Regions from separate parts of the Mus musculus genome. Here all the other regions are linked to region 3. A link is a contact called in public HiChIP or PLAC-seq and promoter capture Hi-C data. All regions are on one chromosome and are shown on one strand. The core of a region is the stretch at or near the end of the contact, and the rest is flanking DNA. Distances in the headings are between cores, read along the strand shown.

Region 1 (2,736 bases), core at 228-2,727, 2.2 Mb before region 3:
GTAACCTAAGGGCAGAGGCGGGCGAGCCTGGCGCCGAGGAAGCCACAGTTTGAGCATTTAACCAAACCCTGGCGTCCAGATGCGGCACACATACCCGGCCCCAGCAGCACAAATTAAACATGAAAATAGCGGAGACTCCAGGGGAAAACTTCCCAAACCCAGTCTCCTATTTGGATCTCTAACAGCCCGCTCACAGGCGCCAGTCTGCTTCTTGTAACAATTATTTGATTGAAAACAGCCCTTTAGTTAACAGATATGGAAATCTGGATCCCAGAGCACAGGGGTAAGGCTCGGGGTAGCCGTCTTCAGCTAGCCAGAGAAATCTCAGAGGACTACAGTTTTGGGAAAAGAGAATCACTATGGAATTTGTGGCGATAAGATTAATTACAGCTGAGGTTACCACCTCAGTGTACCGCCACTGGGCTCATAAAAGTCAGCCACACTTGGTCCTGACACCTTCATAGTAAGTTACTGGCATTTCTTTTCTTTCTTTTTTTTCTTTCTTTTCTGTTTTTGTAAAGGCAACTGTTCTGTAGTCCTGAGCAACCACAGCTACAAGCCCCTTCATGCCTATGTGGTAAGTCAAGCGGCACCCGTAACACAGTGAAGTAAGCATGCATTTACCAAACCAAACATTTAACAGACACACAAGCACATTACCGAAACGCGCACACAGGAGGCACCCGCAACACTCACCATTTATTTAGCCACAGAGTACTTTGCTATCATTCGACATAAGCTCAGAAGGGAATTCAGATGCCTGGGGAGAAAGAGGATAAAAGGCAGGATATTAGGTAATCTTAAAGGAAGGTAGCCCCCCTCCTCCTTTCACAAAAGTGCCAACAAGTCCCATGAAACAGGATCATGCTACAGCGCAGATCCAGATGCAACCCACACAGAACTTATAAGTAGCGATTTCACATGACGCTCAATATACAGTTTCCTCAAAAATAAAGTTAATGAACCTGTCTCTACGATGGGCTTTAAGAGTGACAGCTCGGGAGACCCGGAGCGTCTGGGCAGTGGCGTACTTGCAAGCTAGTCTCACCTGCAAGGACAGGATGCTGATGTCCGTGTTCAGGGTGGTCAGCGGCGTCCTGGACGCCTGGTTCTGTCCAGGTCTCTGGTGATGCAGGCTGACGATAGTGGGATGCGAGTCCAGGGCGATCTGCAGGTCCAAGATGTAATCGATGACGTGCTGCAGGATTTCCATCTTGGTCACCTTCTTGTTCTGGGGGATGCTGGGCACCAGTTCCTTGAGCTTGGAGTAGCAGTCGTTCATGTTGTAGAGCAGACTCATCGGGTCGTCCACCGGGGTTTTGCTCCGGGAGATGCCCAAGCTGTGGTCCGACAGGCTGTTTTTCCTAACGGACCTCACCGGACTGAAGGCTTTCATGCTGCTCGTAGGAGGAAGACCGGGAGGGAGCCGCCACAGGGGGCTGAGCTGACTGCGCGGCACCAGGCTCGGTTCAGAATGAAGCGCGAGCCGGGCGGGGCGTCTTTTATGTGCACTCGCCCTGGCCGCTCAATCGGGCATCCCTGAATTGCCATTGGTGGAAGGGCTCCCGTCCATCATACCAGGCGAATTCTCCCATTGGTGAGTATGAGCTCTCGGTTCTTCCGCGTTCGCAGCCAATGCCTGTAGGGTGGGAGGAGCGGGCGAGAGCCCAGCTGGGGTGGCAAATTGAGTACAGTGTGCGCTGGGCGCCCAGGGGGCCTGAGTGTGCAATTGTGCCCGCCTTATTCCAATTCCCAGAGCTGGCAGGACCCCTGCCCCGGGGGTGTGCCCGGAGCTAGCTATACCCGCCCCCAGGACTTCCAGCAGCCCCACTCTCTCCGCACAGCAGACGGGAAGTCACAGGTCGCTAGCGTTAGGGAAGACAGCGACCGTGGCAGAAGGGAAAAGAAGCGCGCTTTTGGGAAGTCACATTTGTAGTGTTCCTTCTTTTAAGATAAAGGAAAGCTATTTGGGGAGGGGGGGGGAACCTACCCACATACACGTCCACGACAGGTTTAGCGTGAAGCTTTGCAACTTGGAGCAACGCGGGAGGCCTTCTCGGAAACTCAGTGACACGAATTGTAGGAACACTGTGCGGTCTCCCTCAGACCGCAGAGGAGCCCCGAGGGACCCGGTGCATTCGGAACTCCCCCCACCCCCAAGAATGAGGCAGGGTTACTATAATGACTCCATTAATCGAAGGTCATTAGTGGGGTTTGCACACTGGAACTACATTTACATACACTGCCCTTGGTCTGTGCCCTTCAGTGTAGGTGGCAAAGTGATGCGATTAATTATGCACAAATCGTGATTTCTGGTGTCACATTCCAACACTTAGAGCTCTTGGGAAGCTCTTTGTCAGGTAGGTGGTCCTAGCTATTGACTGACAGCTTATCGCTGTTTTTAAAAGAAAATTCTGTTACGTACGAGGTTTGGAATCTTTCAGCACCCTTCCTAGATGCAGCCACATTTTGAAAAAGTTTAGAGCTCTTGACTCCAATGCTTTAATTCTGAATTCTTGTTTTGCTGAAGACTACCATATATTAGTCGTGTATTAAAGGAAAAAAAATATTTATGTTAAGCCCAAGAAAGGGTTTTTGGTCTGAATCCCCCACATCCTCTGAATGCAATAAAGAGGAAGAATGCAGAATCCAGGCAAAGCTCTGTGTGGAGAAACAGTATTTTCCCTTCAATTAATGATTAATTCCTCAGCTGGTGGGCCAGGCGGTCTCTGACCT
Region 2 (3,072 bases), core at 245-2,744, 2.2 Mb after region 3:
CTGAAATTTTTGATATAGATATTTAAAAATATGGTTTATAAAAAAGGGATTTTCAAGTTACACCTGGGAATTTTTGAAAAGAAATGAGATTTATTTGCAATAAACTTTGTCCAACTGCAGCATTCAGTGGCTTCTATTTTCCCATGTTCAGACTGTATGCTGCATGAGATCCGGAGAATGGAGACAGTCTGGTAGAAAAGCTTCAAGCAGGAGCAGGCTTCACCTGGGCTGCTTCTAGCTTTGGGCTGTGAGCCAAAGAGGCAAGCATTAGATGACCCCCTCCCCCCAGCTCTGTGGCTAAGGCTTGGGCTAGAAATCCCTGTTTTTGTCAACCTCCACATCACATCCAAGACTTAACCATCACTTTCCTCAGAAGAAAGACAACTAAGTTCAGTTTTAAAATAACAGCGTTGTCAGGCGGGCTGTCTGCATGTGAGCAGTGGAAAATTAGAATCGAGCAATCCGTCCCCCCACAACCCCCGTGGCACACACATGTGAAGCACACGCGCGCTCGCGCGCGCGCGCGTGCACACACACACACACACACGCGAGTAGCAGTCGGTTAAGAGGAAAGGGTGATACCTTTTTAAAAACCGAAAGGCAGTAAGCCATTATTAGCAAGAGCTATATTGAGCGTGCTTGTCAGACAGGCAACAAAGCCGAGCTCCAGTTCCGCCCAGACATGTGCCTTGCCATTTTCATTTTAATCAGCCTGCTCAGGATGGCTGCTGATTCATTTTGCAGGATGTCCCCCTGGGAGCCAAGGTGGAAGCCTCCGGCGGCGGGTGAGCTGCTCTTGCATCTAGGCAGGATGCAGCAGGGCACACAGAGGGGAGAGTGAGGAGGAGGCTAGCGGGAGGGGAGCTCACCCACAGGCTCACTCCACAGTTCAATATGGCTAGTTAGCCGGTCCTTCATGAAACCGTATCTGCTACTGCAGAAAATATAATGAAAGAAAGAGAAAAGAAAAGAAAAAACTGTCAAATTGTAGGATCGTCATTTCATTATCTAGCAACTACGCCCCCCCCCAACCCCACCCCTGGACATTAAGTGGCTTGGACTGCTGGTTATTCTCATGGTCAGCGTATACATAGATGCACACACACACACACACACACACACACACACACACACACACACACACACACACACACACACACACATACACATACATACCTGGTAACTAGCTGGGGTGGTATACCTGATTTAGCTGCAGACTTTGATTTGTAGGACTGACAACCTTATTATGCAGTGAGCTTATTATTGATATTATTCTGCTCTCGGTTGCCATGGCCACCTTGTGAGAGACATTCAATTTTCTCTCTTCCATCATCATTATCTATGAGGCCATCTGTTGTGGAAAATGAATTCAGCCTCATTTGCATGACTGATAAGCAATTTTTTTTTTATCTATTTAACAGAAGGTCATATGCCGGGGATTTGGAGCTCGTGAAAAAAAAAAGTGGAAAAAAAAAAAAGCCTAGGAGAGGATGAGTGGAGCTGCGTGCATTAGGGGCTGGCTGTGGAGGTAAAGCAGATCTCTTAGGCCCGCTAGCCTCTCCTGCTGCATGTGTCATTCCTGCCCGCGCGACATTTTCCCCCTAAGCTACTGCACACAAAACAGAGCGAGAAAGCTTCTCCCTGCAGTCTTCTTGGAGGCCTCCTGGTTTCTCACCCATTGTTGGTGGGTGTATTTCAATTTTTTGATTCCCTGGACTGTGGGTTATGAAATCAATGCTGCTGAAGACAAAAGCAACCTTCCCTGCCTCTCGGTGCTATGCGTGGTCCTCCTCGGCCTCCCACTTGTGGGGGAAAGGGTTTTCTCTTTCTTTCTGTGTGTTTTGAGCCAGCACAGTTACCAAAATTGAACTTGCCGTCACTTGTGAGCGGTGTGGTCATGGTGTGAGGTACGTGATGCTCGTTAGGTTAATTCTTTGGACTCAGGGGTCAGGATCTGTTTTTGCTGTAGCTCATGGCTTCTGCTGCAGACCTATTGTTCGTTCCTTTTTAAAGTTATTTTTATAGCGTGGCTGGTGGCTGAGAGGTTCCTGAGGTACAGGTCTTCAGTCCTCAGAAGCTGGTCTTTAGAGCAAAAATGGGTAATAGATTGCATGCCTGAACAATGATTTTTGTTTATAAAAAGAAATAAAAAAAAATGAGAAAACCGAAAAACTTACTGCATGTCTGGAGGTCGGTGATTTGGGCTGAAGTAACTTCCTGAGAGTGGCTAACTTCACTTTACAAACAAGGAGGGATTTTAAGCAAGGGCTGTGGGAATGTTAGCTACTCCTGAGGCACTGTTGTCTTGGTCTAATTATAGAAAGAAAGTTTGTTGATGTTTATAAAACTGATAAACTCAAATAAAGATTTTAAACAATAACCTCAATGTTTGAAGTTCATAAAAACAAAACAGCACCTAAGTTCTAGCAGAATATGGTTTTTTAAAAATCACCTCATAAGCAAAAAGTTGAGTCTTCACACTCTACTTTCCAGGTAGATCTGAATAAATAATAAATAATATAAATATTCACCTGAGTGTGAAATATACAAAATATACAGTAGAGTTTGACCAGAGCGTTAATTTAATCACGACAAATTTCTTATATCTTGAAACTATATATGCTATCAATCATGATGTTGTTAATTTAATTGGGATAAAGTGATTTGTTTAACAACTCTTTTGTTCAAGTGTTTATACTTTTTGCTAACACCACAAACAAAAGCTCCCATAACACTTTCACAAGCATGAGAGAGTCTTTCTAATTGTTTAACTTTATAAAAGAGATGCAGCTTTTGAAGTGAGAAAGTCAGGTATATTTTACATGTAGATAGACATGTTTACTCTAAAAATGGAAGTATTTTATTCAAAATTCCTTTTGAAAACAATATTATAAGATTAACTTTTAGTCTACCCCAAACTATGAACCCAAAGTACTAATGGTGCATTTTAAATACAAGTGTGCAGCATGCATCCGCCTCAAAGAACTTTATTGTCTTTCCTTCCTCAATTGACCCAAAGGAGCATAAATGATTGAATTGCTTCAGTGTAGTATAGTAAGTCATTTGGTTGAA
Region 3 (2,958 bases), core at 184-2,683:
AGCTCCGGCGTGCAGTAGTCGGGGAACTCGAAGTGGGAACCCAGGCTGCCCTCGCTGAAGGAATCCAGGTCCTTATCCACCAGCGACAGGGACAGGTTCCCCGCCGCTCCCGCGCCCAGTGGCTGCTCGCAGGCGCTGTGCGCGCCCTGGGAGAAATTCAAGCTCAGGTCGAACATGAGGTCGTCTGCATCCTCGGCGCCGCTGCCGCTGCTGCTGCCGCTGGATGAGGAGGTGGACACGCAGCGGGAGGACGCGGGCGACAGCGCGGGAGGCGCGGGCGGAGGCTGCTGCTTGGTGATGTTCTTGAAGCTGTAGTAGAGCCGGCCGCCCGCGCGCACTTCGTCGTACAGGCTCGCGCCCTCGGGGGACTCGGCGGCACTGCTGAGCGTGGGGCTGGCGGGGACCTTGGCCACGCTGTAGCGCCTCAGCAGCTGAGGGGGTTGCTGCTGCGTCGGCGGCGGCAGCAGGTGCGAGTGCGCGGGCTCGTCGTCGTCGTCGTCAGCGTCCGGCTTGGGCCGTAGCTGCAGCTCGTCATCTTCGTCGTCGTCTTCATCGTCGTCGTCCAGGAAGACGCACTTGGCTGCCTTGCCCGCGGCGCAGTCCCCCGGCTGCGCCGCCTTGCCCGCGCCCGCCTTGCCCGCAGGCGCCTTGAGCTTGGCGCACTTCTTGCCGGGGCCCTTGGCTGCCTTGGCGCCCGCCGCGCTCTTGTCGGGGCTCTGGCCCGCGCTGGGCTTGGCCGCTGGGTCCGTCTTGGGCTTTTTGCGCGGCCGGTACTTGTAGTCGGGATAATCAGCCATGTGCTTGAGGCGCAGGCGCTCCGCCTCCCTGATGAACGGGATCTTCTCGCTGTCCTTCAGCATCTTCCAGCGCTTGCCCAGCCTCTTGGAGATCTCGGCGTTGTGCATGTCGGGCGACTGCTCCATGATCTTCCTGCGCTCGATCTTGGACCACACCATGAAGGCGTTCATGGGCCGTTTGATGTGGCCCGACGCCGTCTTGCACCAGTCCGGGTCGCTCTCGTCCAGGGCCACCGGGCTGCACGCCATGAACTCGCCCTCCTCGGTGTCCAGCGCGTCCCGGGGCAGGTTGCTCTCGGCTTCCGAGCTCTCGGCCTGCTGCACCATGGTCCGCGGCGGGGCTGGGCGCTCGGTCTCCTGCGCGGGCGCCCCTCCCCCTCCCGCCCCTCCACCTTCTCCGGCAAGTTGCAAAGTCCTTGGCCGCGCGCGTCCGCGGCTGCCCCCCTCCCCCCCGGCCCCGTTCCCTGCTGCGTCGGCGGCTGCGGCGGCGACCGGAGAGGAGGCGGCGGCGGCCCGGGACCCGCGCTCTCTCTCTCACTCGCTTGATTTCTCGCTCTCTCACTCCTGGCAGCCGCCGCAAGCGCCGGACCCCAAGCACTCCCAGGCGCGCGCGCTTCTTCTGCAAAAAGTTGAGGGCTCTCTCTCAACTCGTTATCAGGGTGTCATATGGGTGACATCACTACTCCCACCAGCCAATGGCTGGTCCCGACTCCGCCTATCTCCCGTTATTAACCACGGGCCCCACCTCCAGCCCCGCCTCCTGGCCAGTTTGCAAAGATGGGGGGCGGGGGGAGTTGTCTAGAAATATGTTATTTTTTCAAAAGAAATCCGCGAGTGCGCACAGCTGCGCGTGTCCCCCGGGCGGATGCAGGACGGAGCGAGAGACGCCAGCGCGGACTCAAGGGCGCGGGACGATGGACTGAACCCCAGTGCAGATGCACCCACCCGGGCACCGCGAGTGGGTGCCCCTGCTCATCCTGGGCGCGTCGCGCCCTAAACCCGCGCGCGATCGCGCTGCGCCGCTATCCAGCAGAAGGTGGCGCTTCGACACCGCGCGGCACCGTGCACGTGGGCTCATCCTCCGGTTCTTTTTCTCCCTCTTTCTAGAGCCCGGTCGCCGGGCCCTCCCTCCCCCCCTCCCCGCGCACCCGCAGGGTTTTGTCCCGTCTCTCCCCCTCTCGTTTTCCCTCCTGGATCGCGCGCATCTGCCGGTTCGGCTGGAGTAACGGTCTTCGGAGACCGCCGTGTCCGGGCGGCTCCGGAGCGGTTCGGAAAGGAGTTCACGGATTCAGGCCGGATCGGTGAAACAGCCCGGGACTCAGCATCGCCGCCCCTCCCCCACTTTCTACTCCATAGGCCTCCCCAACTCCCCGCGTCCCGCCTCCTCTGTCCATCACCTACGCCCTCCTCCCCTGCAGCTCGGTCCTGAAACCCTAGCTCTGCCTCCCAGCACGCACCTTCTGGGTCATTTGCTATTTTAACCCAACGGTACAAACCAAAGCTAAAATGAAGTGCACTCTCGTTTAAAGCGAAGATATTTCTTATTTGCCTGCTAAGGCTGCCGCTGGAGCGGTGGCTCCTGCCTACTGGTTTTGCCGGGCTCCTTGGAAACTCGCTTCTCTTTGTGTTGTCTCTTACCCACCTATGGCTCTTCTGAGGACAATGAAACGAAGCCTTTCTGCTTTCTGTTTAACGTGGCTGCTCACCCTGTTTTCCTCATACCTACCCACTGTCAGTTCTGGGGGCTGGTTCTTAAGATCTACAGCCCCTCACCCCACCCGGAGTTGCTCACCCGAGAAATCGGCCGCCCGGGACTAGTGGAATTATCTAAACATATTTCCTTTCAGGTTGGTGTACTGCACAGGGTACTACACTTCTCATCTCCCACACATCCCCACTCCGGACATAGAATGGTGCCAGGTCTTCATAGGCCATTTTATTTTTAAAAAGGGGGGAGGGGTCCCTGTATTTCACCCTTATCGTATTCACCCCAAAGAAAAGCACCGATCCAAGCACGTGTATTATTGAAGTTAACCTCAGTCTTAATAATGTTGGCATTTTATTTTAATGTTTAAGGCTATTGGAACCTAAAAAATTTACATACTGGTTAACCTGATGTCTGGAGATGTAGAAAAACCCATGTGGAGTGTAAAAATCCATC

The links. Promoter capture Hi-C pulls out the DNA fragments that hold promoters and counts their contacts. HiChIP or PLAC-seq counts read pairs in DNA pulled down with a chosen protein or histone mark.
Region 1: an H3K4me3 HiChIP or PLAC-seq map of embryonic stem cells shows a contact between it and region 3, with 6 times the contacts expected there. The contact joins the promoter of Id2 here to the promoter of Sox11 in region 3. A contact is called at or near these places in 2 of 39 promoter capture datasets (embryonic stem cells and hippocampal neurons), 4 of 484 Hi-C or Micro-C datasets (cortical neurons, embryonic stem cells and palatal mesenchyme), 4 of 115 datasets of contacts at active chromatin or transcription factors (astrocytes, embryonic midbrain and embryonic stem cells) and 1 of 9 other capture datasets (embryonic stem cells).
Region 2: a promoter capture Hi-C map of hippocampal neurons shows a contact between it and region 3, with 4 times the contacts expected there. The contact joins the promoter of Myt1l here to the promoter of Sox11 in region 3. A contact is called at or near these places in 2 of 39 promoter capture datasets (hippocampal neurons and liver).

What each region holds. Positions count from the first base shown.
Region 1 is chr12:25,094,615-25,097,350 of GRCm38.p6, forward strand. Id2 (inhibitor of DNA binding 2) reads right to left here and starts at 1,478. Exons shown (of 3, transcript NM_010496.3): 1 at 1,049-1,478; 2 at 697-760. The coding sequence starts at 1,396. The coding sequence ends at 704.
Region 2 is chr12:29,526,890-29,529,961 of GRCm38.p6, forward strand. Myt1l (myelin transcription factor 1-like) reads left to right here and starts at 1,495. Exons shown (of 25, transcript NM_001093775.1): 1 at 1,495-1,907. Gm20208 (a long non-coding RNA gene) reads right to left here. Exons shown (of 4, transcript XR_381405.4): 2 at 1,177-1,351; 3 at 583-934; 4 at 69-245.
Region 3 is chr12:27,341,285-27,344,242 of GRCm38.p6, forward strand. It overlaps Sox11 (SRY (sex determining region Y)-box 11), which reads right to left and starts at 1,434. Exons shown (of 1, transcript NM_009234.6): 1 at 1-1,434. The coding sequence starts at 1,124.